2 separate regions of the Columba livia genome follow, and region 2 is linked to region 1. Evidence: chromatin contacts called from public Hi-C data. All regions are on one chromosome and are shown on one strand. The core of a region is the stretch at or near the end of the contact, and the rest is flanking DNA. Distances in the headings are between cores, read along the strand shown.

The links. A called contact is a pair of places that touch in the nucleus more often than the background predicts.
Region 2: a Hi-C map of crop shows a contact between it and region 1, with 3 times the contacts expected there. The contact joins the promoter of CIBAR1 here to the enhancer-like site in region 1. A contact is called at or near these places in 2 of 2 Hi-C or Micro-C datasets (crop and liver).

What each region holds. Positions count from the first base shown.
Region 1 is chr2:136,535,301-136,537,964 of bColLiv1.pat.W.v2, reverse strand. The region is part of intron 1 of RUNX1T1 (RUNX1 partner transcriptional co-repressor 1); the gene reads left to right. Among named protein-coding and RNA genes, the nearest start is that of RUNX1T1, 18 kb to the left of the region's middle. Within about 2 kb of position 1,319, at least 2 of the 3 cell types and tissues checked have an H3K27ac peak away from gene starts, as active enhancers do.
Region 2 is chr2:137,238,464-137,241,127 of bColLiv1.pat.W.v2, reverse strand. CIBAR1 (CBY1 interacting BAR domain containing 1) reads right to left here and starts at 1,347. Exons shown (of 8, transcript XM_065053973.1): 1 at 1,213-1,347. The coding sequence starts at 1,244.

The DNA.
Region 1 (2,664 bases), core at 70-2,569:
AAATGGCAGAACAGATAAGATGGTTGAAAAATCTTCTGTTGCAGTACTGGAATCCAAGTATTTTCATCAGGTGGTTTTCAAGTTGTTAACATAGGAGGGAAAAAGCAAGTAGTTTACTTCAGATTTCACTTAGCATACAGGCATCCAAATTTCCAGGAACTTTAGCAGAATTAGACTGATGAACACCTGTGATGAGCCATTGCTGGAAGTCCTGCAGTAGGGTCCTGAAGAAACTGTGTCCCTGTACTGGAGGTATGTAAAATAGGATGATGGTAATGGAACACAGAGGCTCTGAAAGGGAGAATCTGCCTGCCTTGTGCCCATCAAAAGTTTTTGGCATTCCCTCTCCCCTCTGGTGTAACAGATACCAAATCATTGCAGTTTATTGTATTTAGTACTATTAAAATAAATGAATACTAACTTTGGGTAACCTTAAAAAGCTCAGTTGCGAACTGTGACAGTCAGCCAGTGCTACGTAAAGAGCTGTGATGCCCTTGGGTAAAGCAAGTATCTCCAGGAAGAGAGTGCAGCAGGATCAGGAGGTACGCTGCCACTGCTGCTGCCCAGCTGCCTGGAGATCTGTTGTCTCTGAACGCTTTTTCTTGCTTAAGTTTTATTTCCTAGCATAAGCTTTTTTTAAATGTTGCAGTCTAACGTCACAGTCCAACCACCAGATGTAAAACTCACTTAGGCAAATGAAAGTCTTCCATGAGACTGATGAACTGTAGGAGTGGTTGCTTCAAGATGCTGAGCATAGGTAGATCCTGCTGGTAGCATATCGATGACCTGAATTCTGAACCTAATTTTCAGATCTTAATGGCACTTTCCGTATTTTGAGGAGTTTACTGTTTCTGTAGTGTATCTGTCTCTTAAAAGCTGAACAGAAATGTTACCAGCAGTGAAAACTGACAGGGTTTATCTTGCTTCTGCCTTGGTCTGGGTGGTTGGTAGAAGGCAATCCGCCTTGAGACGCTTGATGTAACTGTACGGCTGCGGTGTGCTGAGGTCCGTTGTTCCCTGCTGTCACCCATGAGTTGTGTGGTGGAGGGTGTCACTCCCAGCAGTTAGAAGGAAGCCCAAATTAAACTTGGGTTTTGAACCCATGACCCTTCAGGTTTTATGAATTAGTAAGGACGTTATTTGGTGTAGGACTGCAGTTCTGATTCGCAGAACTTCAGCGCAACAGTGTGCTGCTCTTGGTATTTCTGAAGAACCATGTATTAAGGGCAAAATTAAACCAGGGAAGTGCTTGGGTGATGAAGGGATTTCTGGCAGTAACTAGGAAGTGCAATAATGGCTGATTTCTTTTGAGGCTGACCCTGATATTTGTAGTCTTTACATCCTATTAATTCCTTGAAAGATAAGCTGATACAAGAATGATTTGCCAGAGCCAATGGCTCTTCTAAAAATCTTGGCTCAGATTATATTCCCCCTTCTCTCCACATATAAGATAAAAGCGCTATGAATATGAGGTTAACTGAATTCAAATAGAAGGTTCTCCCGAGTTATTGCATTCCTTAGAAAATAAATACATTTCTCATATGGTTGAGATTGATCAAAAAAGTATTCTGTATGCCAGTGATTACATTCCCATCTGTGATTAAGGTTTTCTGTCTGCATCTGGTTTTCACATTATATTTCTGTAACAAGAATCCTTTATATGGCAGAGTTCACTCTCTGTATTTTCTATTAGCTGCAGCTTGAACTACTGCACGGATCGCAGATTTACACATGTGGTTTTCATTACTTCATACCATTGAGAAAAAGTAATATTTGTTTGGGAAAGTATGTTTTTCAAAATTTCCATGGTAATACAACATGTTGATCCTTCTTTATAACACTCTTGTAAGACTACAAATTGTTTGAGGCATTCTACTTTCAGTGAAGTTCAGACTTTAGACAATTTTGCATTTGAACAACAGCAGCAGTTTACAATTCAGGAGGCAAAAATAAATTTGAAAAAGGAGATTAACTTAGAATGGGTATAGCAGAATGTATCCATCATTTTGGAAAATGTGGCATGTAGAGAAAATGAACACGGGGCTGAAACAAAGGGAGGGTAGTAAGTTAAAGTGATGTCTTCATTGTGAAGTGGATGACAGATGGGTGCTTTTTTTCTTTTTGAGCAAGAACTTTTTTTACAGAAAGAGGTTTAAAATTTTTTTACCAGACATGAAAAAGGAGTATGCTATTCAGCAGACACTAACACAGAATTGTTATATATAATTTAACATATTTGATAAGAATTTTTTTTGAGTGGCCAAATTAGTAAAGGTTAGCAAAACATGAATACATCTTACAGATGGCTGCTGTGTGTAATTCTGAATCCAAAATATGATGTTAATTTAATGTTCCGCTGTAAGTCCATATTTCAACCAGATTGTGCTATCGTCACTCAGTAGAAAACTTAATGTTTAAATGATTTCAGTGAAATTAATAGGGCCACTTGGTCAGTGAAGGATTCTTCAGTTTTGGTAAGGGCATGAGTTTATGGCCATAAAAATCAGATCAAACAATAACAACAATTTAGGGAATGTTGTATGCGTTTATGGAAAAGGAAAGTGTTACGCTAAAGTCCAAACAATTGAAAAATACGCAATTCATGATTAGGCACAACTGAAAGGTAAATTTATTGCTTATATAAGAACATGGTGACAACTGGAG
Region 2 (2,664 bases), core at 98-2,597, 700 kb before region 1:
TGAGTGGGAAAGTAAGGGTGTCATTAAGTATCAGAATCATAGAACGGTTTGGGTTGGAAGGGACCTTAAAGATCATTTGGTCCCAAACCCCCTGCCATGGGCAGGGACACCTTCCACTAGACCAGGTGGCTCAAAGCCCCATCCAGCCTGGCCTGAACACTTCCAGGGATGGGGCATCCACAGCTTCTCTGGACAGCCCGTTGCAGTGTCTCACCACCCTCATGGTGAAGAATTTCTTCCTTATAGCTAATCTAAATCTACCTTCTTTCAGTATAAAGCCACTACCCTTTGTTCTATCACTACATGCCTTTGTCAAGAGTCAGCTTTCTTGTAGATCTTGTAGATCCCTGTTAGGTACTGGAAGGCTGCTCCCGGAGCCTTCTCCAGGCTGAACAACCCCAACTCTTTCAGCCGGTCTTCAAGCAGAGTTGTTCCAGCCCCCTGATCATCTTTATGGCCTCCTCTGGAGTCGCTCCAACAGGTCCATGTCTTTCTCACGTTGGGAGCCCCAGAGCCAAATAAGAGCAGAGTTTAGGGGCAGAATCACCTCCCTCGACCTGCTGGTCACAGTTCTTTTGATGCAGCCCAGTTGTTTTTCAAAATTAATACTATGTGGTAAATTCTCAAAAATGGTACATCTTTCCTATTTTATTGTAAGGCCTTCATGTCAGAAAGTGTTCCTCTCCCAGGGGGAAGCCACAAGCATGTTTCCTCACCCGCTTTACAATTTTGATCTCACAGTACTCCCATACAATGAATTTTGGGACATGAAACACTACATTTCCTTAGATGAGGGTGTGAAAAGGTTTTATTTTCTCCCCTCCTAATTATTTGTGACCGCTCAGAGGCAGCCACAAAATTGTCACTGAGAGGCCCAATAAAATCGCCAAGTCTTTACTTCACCTCTGCACAGCCCGTTAAACTAGAAAAGTTTTGCGGCCTCTACCGGAGGAAAAGAGGCGGATCCCCCACCCCTACGGCGCTCAGCTGCCTTAAGGGGAACTGGGCCCGCATCGCCCCAGACCCCCACGCCGCTCCCCGGTACCCTGACTGGAACACGGCCTCCCCCTCTGCCCGGCGAGGCCAGGCCACGCAGCCAGCCCCCGCCCCGCCACCCCCCGGGAGCAGCCCTTCGGGGGCGGGCAGGGACCCGCAACAAGCGACGAAACGGCGACAACCCGGGGCCTCCTTCGCCCTTCACCGTCCCGTTACCTGGCGTCCAGCCCGCGGCCCAGCAGCATCATGGCGGCGGCGGCAGCCCGGCGGGAAGGAGGGCGGCGCTCCGCGTGCGCCCGGTTTCCATGGACACCGCCCTCCCCGCGCCCCGCCCCCGCCCCGCCCCCGCCCCGCAGGCCTGGGTAAGGGCGGGCGGCTTCGTGGCGGGCTGGGGGGGCTGGCCGGGCTATGAAGACACGCACCTCTGTCCCCTCCGGCGGCCGAAGGGTCGTCAGGGCCCGAGCGCGCCGGTGGGCAGGGGCTGAGCCGTCCCGTTTCCGAGCTGGCTGCCCCAGGAGAAGTCCCGCAGTAGCAGAGTCACAGAATGTCAGGGATTGGAAGGGACCTCAAAAGGTCATCTAGTCCAATCCTCCTGCCAGAGCAGGAACACCTGGATGAGGTTACACAGGAATGTGTCCAGGCGGGTTTTGAATGTCTCCAGAGAAGGAGACTCCACAACCCCCCTGGACAGCCTGTTCCAGTGCTCTGCCACCCTCACTGAGAAGAAGGTTCTTCTCTTATTTGAGTGGAACCTCTTGTGTTACAGTTTGAACCCATTGCCCCTCGTTGGTTGTCATGGAGAAGACCCTGGCTCCCTCATCATGATAGGACAGAAAGCAGGAAGGGCTGAGACTGTCTCATTTAAAAAAAAAAAAAAAAAAAAAAAAAAAAATCAGATTTTTTTTGGTGAATACTGTTTTTCTGGCACGTCTTGGCTGGGCAAGTGAGAAAGCACCAGGGAAGCAGCCCAGCGGCCTGCGGCTGTTGAGGGACAGTGCTGGGGTTGGGCGGTCGTGGGGGAACATCCCATGGGGCACCAGGAAAGGTCTTTGAAAACAGGAAACAAACAAACAAAAGCACTTAAAAAAAATCCCAAATTCCCTCTCTGTAAGGATAATGCATTGGGACCGTGTGGTTATCACCCTGCCTCAACGCCAGAACAAGGCTGCGGGGTCAGCCCCAGCAGGGGTTGTGCAGGGTGAACACAGAAGAGGCTCTGGAGGAAGGAGGGCAGAACTGTGCTGTGCCCCGTGCAAACACGCTCAAAAATACTAAAAAATGCACAAGAGTTAAGTACTTAGACAAGTGTAAGCATGCATGGGAAGATTTTATAGGCTTGTCTGAACATGTGAATATAAACTGATTTTGTTAAGATGCGTTTTTTAACCTTTCATAATTTTTTTCTGTTAAAAGTTGATTATTTAGATCACTTAAGCTGAAGCTTTAGTTCATGTAAAGCCAACTACTCTTCCAATAATGAGGTTCTATTTAGATCTTTTCAGTGGTTTGCACCAACTAAGCTAAAACGAAGTGGTGCCATTTTTTCCTGAAAGAAAATTTGTGAAATGGTAAAACTCACCCCAGAGGTTTGCAGCCCTTAAGGACGTAGCAGACTAATACATCTAATCCCAAAATGTCCTTCAGACAGAGGCTGTTGGGGTGAGAGGA